2 separate regions of the Mus musculus genome follow, and region 2 is linked to region 1. The links are chromatin contacts, called in public HiChIP or PLAC-seq maps. All regions are on one chromosome and are shown on one strand. The core of a region is the stretch at or near the end of the contact, and the rest is flanking DNA. Distances in the headings are between cores, read along the strand shown. Region 1 has its middle 8.6 kb from the start of Gm32684. Region 2 holds the start of Bub1b (BUB1B, mitotic checkpoint serine/threonine kinase).

What was found. HiChIP or PLAC-seq counts read pairs in DNA pulled down with a chosen protein or histone mark.
Region 2: a contact with region 1 is called in an H3K4me3 HiChIP or PLAC-seq map of bone marrow-derived macrophages, with 4 times the contacts expected there. The contact joins the promoter of Bub1b here to the enhancer-like site in region 1. A contact is called at or near these places in 19 of 39 promoter capture datasets (3T3-L1-derived adipocytes, the C10 cell line, the HPC-7 cell line and 12 more), 44 of 484 Hi-C or Micro-C datasets (the 63-12 cell line, B cells, the C2C12 cell line and 27 more), 22 of 115 datasets of contacts at active chromatin or transcription factors (the 230-238 cell line, DN3 thymocytes, the HPC-7 cell line and 15 more) and 4 of 9 other capture datasets (adipose tissue, bone marrow-derived macrophages, liver and 1 more).

The regions. Positions count from the first base shown.
Region 1 is chr2:118,504,653-118,510,401 of GRCm38.p6, forward strand. No RefSeq gene overlaps it. Among named protein-coding and RNA genes, the nearest start is that of Gm32684, 8.6 kb to the left of the region's middle. Within about 2 kb of position 2,714, at least 12 of the 459 cell types and tissues checked have an H3K27ac peak or open chromatin away from gene starts, as enhancers often do. A contact at or near this core is called in bone marrow-derived macrophages, where this site is marked.
Region 2 is chr2:118,595,958-118,601,706 of GRCm38.p6, forward strand. It overlaps Bub1b (BUB1B, mitotic checkpoint serine/threonine kinase), which reads left to right and starts at 2,254. Exons shown (of 23, transcript NM_009773.3): 1 at 2,254-2,504; 2 at 4,181-4,327. The coding sequence starts at 2,491.

The DNA of each region.
Region 1 (5,749 bases), core at 1,464-3,963:
ATCAGATGTGAGCTATTTCTACCACCATGCCTTTGCTCTGCCATTATAGACTTCAGCCCTCGAAAAGCATAAGCCCAAATTAAACACTTTCTTTTATGAGTTGCCTTTGCATTGGTGTCTTATCACAACAATAGAAAAATAACTGAGACAATCCTTGAGGAAGAAAAGGTATTAAGCTGTGATACACAGGTGACAGGTTGCTCTAGGATGAGAGAGGAGGGCACACGTGGGTACTCCCATCCACGAGTTTATTCGCTCAACAAGAGAAAAGAAGGCAGAAACTAGAGAGCAGACATAGGCACCTTGTGAGTCCTGGTGGTGGGAAGGCAAGTGCCCTACTGTAGTTGTAAGCTGCTTGCAGCCTACATGAACTGGGTACTCCTGAAAGGCAGGCTGGGGCTGAAAGAGAGACTAGACGGTGGTGAGAAAAGAATGAAGCCAAGACAACGTGGATTGTCTCAAAGGTGTCTCAGCAGGCAGCAGGATCTCAGAGAAGAGCAGGGCAGTTGATACATCAAAAGAAGCCAGCTAATTCGGAAAGCTGCACCGCAGGTGGCCCTACCTCAGTGGTGACAAGGTCTGCACCAGCCCACTTCAGACTGGGAGAGGATACACCCTGCATCTGTTTTTCCAAAGGAGAAGAAGGGAGTTCCTTGTAAGAGTGAGAACCAAGGGAAGGTACCCCAGAGTGGAGAAGACTTAGCCAGGTAATCCAGTGGGGAAGTGGGGCAGGTAAGTTAGCAGAGAAGCACGGTAGGGTTATGGGCAAGCCAATGCCTCCTTGAGGGCTGTGATTAGAAATGTGAGTGTGGTCAGGCAGCATTGCTACAGATGTTCCCCAGTGACACTGCTCAGTGCAGGTGTGGTATAGGCAGGGCAGCAGGTGGAGGCTGTATCAGCAGCCAGGCTTGGCAGCAGAGAGCTTGGACAATGGCTAGAGACTGTCATGGAAGGCGGACTCAAGCTAGAGGAGGTCAAAGGGGGCTGATGAATGGTGAAAAGAGAAGCTCAATGGTGCAAGGGGACAAAGGACAGAGAGGAGGTGAGCGTATAAATGAGCTGAAAATACAAGGAGTAGGGCTCCTCAGAATGGGGTGTGACAGATGCTGGAGAACTGGAGTCAGGGTTTGAGGAAGGTCTATGCCCACAATCTCCAAAATGGCTTACCTGCTGCTACCCTCTCATTTGTCATGTTCTCTTTCACAGAATCTCTGCCTGACAGATTATACAGGACTTACTTCTTTGTTAACCAGCCTTGCTCTTGTCATTATGTAAGCTCCTGCTGGCTAGGACATTTTGTGTCTCTCTGATTTACTCCTTAAGCCTCAACCTGAAGAAGTGAGTGTGATGTACAGGAAAGGCTCAATGATATGTGCTGTATAAATAAATGAATGAATGGCTGGATGAATGAATGAATGAATGAATGAATGAATGAATGAATGGTAAGGTCTTGAGAATGACGAGTCAGTGGTTGCAGACAGGAAGACAATGAACCAAAATCTGAATGAGTACTAAAATCTGAATGAGTGGAAGTTTGGTAGAGTATACTAACACTAGAAGGGATAGTGGCTGGCTTAAGACAATCTCTAAGGAAATGCAAGACTAAGATGTAGCTCAGTGGTAGAGCACTTGCCTAGCATACAAAAGGCCTAGTTTCTACCAACAGCACCACCACCACCACCACGACCACCACTAAATAAGTAAATAGAGAGAAAAGGCAAAAGATGGACTTAAACATGGGGTGATGCTGGTTATGGTAGCATACCCCTTTAATCCCAGCACTGTTACAAGTTCAAGGTCAGCCTGCTCTAGGTGGTGAGTTCTAGGCCATTTCTAGGCCATCCAGGGCTAGATAATGAGACATTTCTGGAAAGAAAGAAAGAAAGAAAGAAAGAAAGAAAGAAAGAAAGAAAGAAAGAAAGAAAGAAAGAGGGAGGGAGGGAGGGAGGGAGGGAGGGAGGGAGGGAGGGAGGGAGGGAGGGAGGAAGAAGAGAGAGAGGGAGGAGGGAGAGAGAGAGAGAATAAGAGGCTAGAGAGATGGTTCATAAGTCAAGAACACTGATAGCTCTTCCATAGGATCTAAATTTCATTCCCTGGACCCCACACACACATGCATGCACGCGCGCGCGCGCGCGCACACACACACACACACACACACACACACACACACGAAGGATGAAAGGATTGAGACCTGTGGCACCTCAGCCTGGGGTAGTGGGGTAGGTAAGGAGAAGCAAGCGAAGCACTTTCCAGTTCTCTGCTCTCATCAAAATAGGAGCGACTGATCAAACCATCAGTGATTCTTTGATAATACTATATAGCCTGGAAGAAGTGCAAAGAATTGAATGACATCCCTGTAGTGAGACACACTGGTCTCCAACTCTGACACTGTCCCTCAAACCAAAGCAGGAGCCAGGCCTGGCAGTGCACACCTGTGACTTCAGCATTCAGTATGGCAGGAGGACCCCAAGTTTATGGTCAGTCTAAACAACATAATGAGGCCTTATAAAGGGGGTTGTCTGTAATCCACAAAGAGAATGAAAACCGATGTTGAAACATATCGGTCAGTCAAGCGATAAGCCATTATCATCATCATCCTATAACATTCACCAATTAGGAACAAAAAATGCACAATCAGTTCATTAAGGGATCCTGTTCTGGGCAGGAGAGACTGACTCATCAGGGGAAGTTGCTTCCTGCCAAGCCTGACAGCCAGAGCTCTGTCCCCAGCAGCCATGTAGTAGGAGAGTAGTGACGTCAGTGTAGTAGAGAGTGAGACTTGGACCCACACAAATCCAAGTGCGCTGTGGTGCACATACGAATCACACGAATATACACAAAAAATAATTTTTAAAAAGGAAATGATACATTGCTAATAAAAATTTACTTTTTACATTTAATATTTATCAAATTTCATAATCAATGCTGTTCTGATCAATTAAATAGTAACTATTACAATAGCTAAAATCATAAGAACATTCAGAGCTTTATAAAAAGTATTAAAGTGCTCAGGAGGTGGTGAAGCACACCTTTAATTCCAGCACGTGGGAGCAGAGGCAGGCAGATCTCTGTGAGTTCAAGGCCAGCCTGGTCTACAGAGAGAATTCCAGGACAACCAGGGCTACACAGAGAAACCCTGATGCCAAAAACCAGAAAAGAAAAGTGTTAAAGTTTTAGTCTGCCCATGGAAGATGCAGGCAAGAGAATCAGGAGTTCAAGTCCCTCCTGGGGTGGGGGTGGGGGCAGTAATGAATCCAACATCACTGCGCTTGCAGAAGACTTAAGTTTAGTTCCTGCCACACACCTGGCAGCTTATAACTGCCTGTAATTCTAACTGTAGAGGATCAGATGCCCTCTTTTGGATTCTAAGGGCACCTGTATTCACATGTGTACATTCCTGCAGACACACACACACACACCCCACACCCTCCACATACGCACACAGTTAAAAATAAAATAAAACTTTCATTATTTTTATTAAACCAAAGAAACAAAACACCCACAAATGATCATGTACACCTTTAATCTTAGCACTCAGGAGACAGAGGCAGGCAGATCTCTGAATTCAAGGCCAGCATGGTCTACAGAGCTGTTGGGTTCAAGGTGGAAGCCAAGAAAATTCGCTTTAGATTTGGAAGCTTCAAGTGAAAGCTTTATTTTCTGAGTGTTCAGGGAAGCAGCCAGCTTGGGATCGGCACCTTGTCCTCAAAGGGAGACTGTACAACATTTTTATAGGATGGGAACACAAAATGAGGAGGAGCAGCAGTGTGGGCTGTTGCGTTGACCAATCATATTTTGACATCAGGGGATAAACAAAGAAGTTAGCATTTGTCTCTGAGCTTCTCTGAGTCTCCTGGTTTCAGGGTCCTGGATTCTGCTTTTGCAGTCAGGTCCCCTTCTGAACTCTGGTCTTGAATTTAGAATGATAAGGGAACAAAGAAGTGGGCAAGCTGCATGTAGTCAATTAAGTCAAGACTAGCAGGACAGTTCTAACTTGTGTGCCTTAGTTTAGATAACGGGACAACAGCATCTTCTTCTTTATATCCTTTACTGATTAACAGACAAACATGAAGCATCTGAAGAAGCAGGATAGGAGTTGAATTCCAGGGCCCGGGAACATGAACTCAGTTTTGATCCTGCCAGCAAGGTGGAACTCATTCCTGCGATGGCTGGACTCAGGAAACTGTCTCTTAACAGAGCAACTTCCAGGGTGTCCAGGGCTACACAGAGAAACCCTGTCCTTAATTAATTAGTTAATTAATTTAAAAATTAGTTGGGAGTTTGAAGCAGGAAGATCTTCAGTTTGAGGCCAGCCTGTACTACACAGCAAGATCTTGTCTCCAGCAGACAAATAAATAAAAACATTAGTTTGTTCCACTATGGTTTTTAAATGGACATTGAATGGTGTGTGTTACATATCAAAGCAGACACTGGCTGCCAGGTTCTCAGCATTGCAAACATCTGTTACAGAGTCCTGGCTCCTCGCCGCACTTCTCACCCTAAACCTCTCCAGCCCCTGGGCTTTGCTTCCTTTCTCCCAGTTTTTCTTTTCCTATAAAATTCAGCCATTTTGACAATGCCCTCTCTTGGCTTCTTGGTTCCCCTCTTGGTCCCCGTCCCCCATGGCCCGGTCTATTCTGTGGGCCATGTTCAGTCTGAACTCTTCCCCCCCCCCCCACTTCCCCCGAGACAGGGTTTCTCTGTGTTCCCCTGGCTGTCCTGGAACTCACTCTGTAGACCAGTCTGGCCTACGAACTCAGAAATCTGCGTGCCTCTGCCTCCCAAGTGCTGGGATTAAAGGCATGCGCCACCCGAGTCTGGCTCAGTCTGGACTCTTACAGATGCTCTGGCTGTTCTCGCCATCATGTCTACAATAAAAACTTTCTCCTCGATTTTATGTAGGAGAGTGGTCATATCCTCATTTTTATTCAGTGTGAAACTACTGGGGGGAAAGAATGCTTCAATGTTTAGCCAGCACTGGCTAGTTTAAAAGAAATCCACGAGTTCAAACCTGTAATGCCAGCACTTGCGGCAGGAAGACGGCCACAAGTGAGTTGAAGGCTAGCCTGGGCTATATAGTGAGTTCCAGGTTAGCCCCAGCTAGGGAGTGAGACTCTGTCTCAAACAAAACAAACAAATGAATGAGAAATCAAGCCAGGTGGACAGCTCAGAAGGCGAAGGGTGTCTGTTGCCAAAGCTAACAAGCTGAATTTGATCCCTGGGACCCACAGGATAAAAGGAGAGAATCAAAGCCAGCAAGTTGTCCTCTAACCTGCCAGGACATAAACCACTCACATCGTACAAATAAGTAAACAGATGTAATGAAAAATTGAACCAAAAAAAAGAAAGAAAAAAGAAAGATGTTAAATTTTAGTTGTAAAGTGTCACTAATAATTTTCCTCTAAAACTTCCTGACTATTCTGTATAATAAAGGCATGTGTTCCTTAAAACGCTGCAAAGGATGACCTTGGTAACTAAACTTGGGATAAAAAGATTTAAGCGCCAACTTAAAAAGCTAAAAAGGGTACTTGAGGGAAAAATAAAAAACTTCAAGGGGCCATGAGGGTGAGTGGGGTGTATGGGTTGTGGATAGGGTGTAAGGGTCTCTAGTCTACAGAGCCTGCACCTCTGAGAAGCCCACTGAAGTGGGCTTGGAAGTGCATCTGCTTCTACCAGCAATCTTTCAAGCCACTAAAATCACAACAAAAGCCCCAACAGCAGGCCCTGCCCTGGGGCTCTGGAGGCTGCC
Region 2 (5,749 bases), core at 1,004-3,503, 91 kb after region 1:
TCTCCAGGTGGGCCCCATCTGAGGTAATGAGCCTTTAATTTCCTGACTATGATCAGAGAAAGGCAAGTAATGCTGGAAGCCTGGATGAAGAGATGCTAGATCCCGAGCTCTGAGGATAAAAAGGGAAGCATGAGCCAGGGGTGACAGTGAAGCCTCTAGAAAACTGTCGAAGGAGAAACACACTCTCCCACAGCAGCTCTAGAAAACAAGGCAGAATTCCCCAAGCCTCAGTCAACCCAGAGAACCCGTGCCAAACTTCTCATCCATAGACCAGAACACAATGAGTTTGCATCATTTTAAGCTATTGAGTTGTGACATTTCCTACTTGTGCATCAGGAATACTGATGCACACCCTTAAAGATTCAAGGTGCAATCTGATAGATGAAGAAGTCCTGAGGGGAGCTGTTCCACATAACCCAGCATTTCAGAAACAACCAAACACTAAATCTCTAGTCTCCTATAACACGTATTGGTAACTTAAAACCCTGTCAGGAGCATCTCATCACTATTTAGCCCTGTTTTCTATATGATGGTTAGGAGAAAGTGGAGTATAATCTGGCACTTTTTGATGGGGCAGCATAGAGGTCCAAGAGTAGGGAGCTGGGTGAGGAAACTCACTGGATAATGGTGGAAATAGAGAGGTGGGAATCTACCACAGACACACACCTCAGTTGCTTCAGAACTTGATTTGTTCTGATGGGTAGATTGTGCCAACTCGTCCTTTCCCTCAGGTTCACTGTCTTCTGTAGAGAAATTCCCATGGCTCCCCTCTCTACTCCAGAGCCTAGTTGGAAGTTATATGCTCAAATGACTAATTTATCTGTTTCTGGTCTGGGTATCGACGCCCTGACATTCCTTGTTTGTTTGTATACCCCCGCCCCAACAAACGGAGAAAAATTTGACAGAATGGGCTATGTACACCTCTAAGGAGACGAGAGAGGGAGGGAAGATTGAGTCTTAAGGGAGAGGCAGTGCAGTAAGGAAGAGAGTGTAGTACAGGATACAGCAGTCCTGGAGAGCAGTGCAGTATTGTTGCGAGGGAGAGTAGAGCAGCACGGGAGGGAGAGGGAGGCAGGTTGAAAAGAGAACAAGCTGGACACAGGTAAAGACAGAATGAGCAAGAGATTGAGAAAGAGCCAGAAGATTAGGAAATAGAAAAGACTGCTAGAGTGAGTTTGAGGCCAAGCAGAGCAATTCAGGGGCTGGGAGAGAAGCCAGATTGAGTCAGTCAGCTGGGAGAGGAGTTTGAGCCAGAACAGCTGAGTTGAACCAGCCAGGTAGACTTCAGAAAGAACAAGAAAGGGTGAGCTTATTCAACAAAATTGAGAGGCTGACCTAGATTAGATCTTATGGAGGCTAGAATTTTCTAGGAGTGGATCTAGGTCAGCAGATGGAGGCAGTAAGCCCCTCAGACAACAATCACAACAGGAGAATAAAAGTTATTTTTATAGCCTGATCTACAGAGCGAGTTCCAGGATAGCCAAGGCTACACAGAGAACCCTTGTTTTGAAAAACAAAAACAAACAAAAAACAAAAGCAAACTTTTTATTGTGAAGTAAAGTTGCCCTGGATGGTCTTGAAGTCTTGGTCCTCACATCTCAGTCTCCAGAGTAGCTGAACTATAGGCCTGCATTACCAAGCCTTTAGCTCCAGTGAGACAGGCAAAGCGCTTACCCTGTTTGTATTCTGTGTTAGATCGTAGTTTACAGGACATCTGGTAGGCTGCATGAGAGAACAAATGGTACACTTCCAAGAGAATTTAAAGGAAGTTGGTCAAAGTTGAGAAGTTGTAGAGGTCAAAGGGCTTGCTGGGGAAAGGAAGTGCAGTGCTAAACCAGGTCTTGTGTAAAAGAGAAAAACGAGAACACAGTCTTTCCACAGGAAACAGCTGGGTGAGAGTGGCCTAAGGATCCCTGGACAGGTGTTAAGACCTGGGGCTCAGACAAGACCTAGGCGTAGCACAGTTAATTGTTCGGAGCAACCCAGAAGAGTAATGTACTCAAAGACACGTTATGAAACTGAAACCATCAAAGAACCTCTTGTTAATAAAGTGTCTCTCCCTGGGTTCGAAGGCTTGTCTTAGAAAGGAAACACAGAGCAAACTCGAAGTGCCTGAGCACGCTGCAGTGCTAGGACAACCATTGGTCCTTGCACCTCAAACCTGAAACTACAACTCCCATTGTGCATTGCGCAGCGCGTGCTTAAACCCGGGATACACTACAATCCCCAGAATGCTTTGGGAGGAGCGGGAGCGGGGAGCGGCGAGGCTACGTCTGCGTCAAGAGACGTTAAATTTGAAACTTGGCGGCCCGTGCGTGATGGGGGCGTGAGGAGGCTATTCTGAGAAGGAATCGGGTGCGTGGTTTTGTTTAGGAGCACGGGGTGACGATCTTCGCAGCTCCAGAGCCAGCTGAAGGTTGAGGGAGACTCAGTTAGCACTCGGAGGATAAAGGTCTGCGGAAGGGCGAGAGCAAGTATTGGGAATGCAGGATGGCGGAGGCGAGGTAAGGACCGGACGCAAATTGCTGCCGCTGGGTGCTCGGCTGGCGAGGGGAGGATCGAGGAGGTCGGCCAAGAGCAGGTCTCCCCAAACCCCCTTCCCAACGGCGTGGAGCCCTGCATCCAGCCAGGGGGCAAGACTGGGAGAGTTTGGAATTTGCCATATGATCTGGTTCTGAAACTCACCTCAGCCGTTTTTATTTGACCTTGAACATGTTTACGGAGGGGTGGGGGCACGCAGATATTAATGCTGCTTTATGGAGTTCTGGGAGGATTCAAGATGTTTGTAAAGTACCTGCTTTCAACTAATAAGTGTTCTCACTTTGCTAGCAGCTTAGGGATCTGAAGAGCAGAGCACTTGCAGCTTTTCCTCATCATAAAATATAGAGGGTTTTTCTAGGTTAGAATTTAAGATGCATTTCAATTATGGAACTTATAATAACTGGGTAATTGCTGTCATAAGCTGTCATTCATGGAAGAGAATTTATCGACTACCATTTTGAGCACTGAAGGCGAACAGTAAAAGACACAAAATCCCAACCTTTGTGAAGCTTAAGTTCTGGGGAGGAATGAATCGGGGTGTGTGTCGCGGATGGGCAATAAGACATGTTTAACATCAGATAGAATCAGTATTAACAAGTGTAAAGCAAGAGAAGACGGCATTGGAGGTAGAACTAGTGTGGTTTCAGAAGGGTTTGGACATGTAACTCAGGAAGGGCACTTGTTCAAGGTACATAAGGCCTTAGTTCATTACCCAGCAATGAGGCTTGGGGGTGGGGGAGTCGGGGCAGAGGGAGATTTGAACAGAGGCCTCCCTGATGAGATGGCACTTGGGTCTGAACTAGAAGGAACTAGTCACGGACAGGTGAGATGGCTCTGTGGATAGAGATAATTGCTAACCAAGACTGAGGACCTGTTTGGTCACCCCTCCCCCACCCCCGAAACCCCATGGTGGAAGGAGAGAAACAACTCTAAGGTTGTGGCCTGACTTACACACACACACACACACACACACACACACACACACGGCGGGGGGGGGGGGTGAGAATAAATACATTTTTGTTTTGTTTTGTTTTTTGTTTTTTTCGAGACAGGGTTTCCCCTTATAGCCCCGGCTGTCCTGGAACTCACTATGTAGACCAGGCTAACCTCGAACTCAGAAATCCGCCTGCCTCTGCCTCCTGAGTGCTGGGATTAAAGGCGTGTGCTACCATCACCCGGCTTGTTTTGTTTAGTTATGTTTTGTTTTATAAATACATTTTTTTTTTAAAAAAGAGCTAATCATGTACGTATTTAGAAACAGGAGTGGATGCTGCTACTGGTGTCTCATTGTCAGTGGGAACCCATGTCAGACATAAAGCTGCTAGTTTTCTGTTTTTTGTTTTTTTCTAAATTTAAGTTAACTTCGCTAAACTTAAGATGCTTTTAAAAATTATTTTTCCTAGCTTTAACTTTATTTGTACAATACTGTCACCAACACCCTTGCCATGTTCTCTCTTGTGTTGAGCATTTACTTGTAGAGCGTGGGATAGGCTCTGAAGCTGAAGAGAATGATGATGCTCCTGGCGAACCAGCTGCGTCCAACCCCAAAGAGCCAGAAATCCCCTCTCTGAAGATGTCATCACAGTACTGTGCTGTAACACTGTTGGCGTGGGCTTCATTTCTGTTTCCTTCTTCCCAGTGAAGCCATGTGCCTGGAGGGAGCAGAGTGGGAGCTGAGTAAAGAAAACATACAGCCCTTACGGCACGGGCGGGTCATGTCCACACTTCAGGGAGCTTTGGCAAAGCAAGAGTCAGCCGGCCACACTGCTCTGCAGCAGCAGAAACGGTATGTAGTGGAATGCTTTGTGTTCAGCTTGTAAGTCCCTGGTGTGATAGGCAGCATGGGGGTGAAGCTGCCGAAGGCCTACAGGCAGTGGCTCTCAACCTTCCTAACGCTGTGACCCTTTAATACAGTTCCTCATGTTGTGGTGACAACCCTTCCCCCCCAACCATAGCATACTTTGCTGCTTCATAACTGTAATTTTGCTACTGTTACGTATCTGTTGTATAAGAGATCTGATATGCAACCCTGTGTGAAGGTCCTTTGACTCCCAAAGCAGTTGCAGCCCACAGGCTGAGAACCACTGCCCTAAGGAATACTCTTCAGTGAGAGTATGGAAATCTGTTCTTCCGGTTTTCTGATTGCAAGCTTTCAATAGCATGAGATAGTATTTATTTCAGGCTAAAATGTAAAGTGTAACCATACTCATTGAATTAGATCTTTGAGAACCGTGCTTTTATGGTTTTGTTGTAGATGGTAGCATTCTGTTTTTGTTTTTGTGAGACTGGCTCTTTCTGGCTTAGAACTCACTGTGAAGTTCCAGGGTGGCCTTGAACTCAGAGAACCGCCTGCTTTTGCTTCCTGAGTGCTGGGATGACGCCATGTGCCACTGTGGCTTTATTTTATTCTTAGCGCTTGCTCTGGTGCCTGGAGCTTCGTCCTGCACTGGGCTCTCTACTTGTCTGACTCTCCTGCTGTCTGCTCCTGTCATGTCTCATCCCAGTCTCTGGCCTCACTTTTGCTTTTACAACGACCGTTGACGTCTCTTGCCTTCTCAGTGTCTCCTACTGTGATGTTGTAGACAGCCCGGAGCTTGAGAACATTCAGCTTATGATTGTAGGGCTCTGGGTGTGTGGAAATTATACTCATTTGATTGAAATCATACTCTGAAATGTGATCTTTTCAAGGATAATGGATGTGCAGGAGAGCTGCCTTGAGATGCTGGGCAGCTGCAGAGAGCCGTAGTACCCAGTGACCCTGAGTCTCTGGGGCTGAGCCATGTGCAGTGTGTTGTGTTGCTAAGTTGTGGCACCTGGCAGGATAGATGTAGCTAATGCTTTTTCACCTAGGCTGATTTCAGTGATGCTGGGTTCATCTGGATGTAATTCTGCTGTCAGAAAACAACGCTCTTCATTCCTAAATGGCCTTCCTTTTTCTATTTCCCTATTTTGGTTAATGTTACAAAACCTCATCTGCATGATTCTTATTCATTGCTCTCTCACCCCCATCCCCACTTTTAAAAAATTACTTATTTTCCATTATATGTATGTATGTGTGTGAGTATGTGTGACTACAAGTTCCCGAGGGGGTCAAAAGGGGCTTTGATCCCCCAGAGCTAGAGTTAAGGGCTGATGTGAGCTGCCCAGCGTGGTGTCCTCTGCAAGAACAGTGGGCTTGTAACCCTTGAGCCATCTCTCCAGCTCTTCA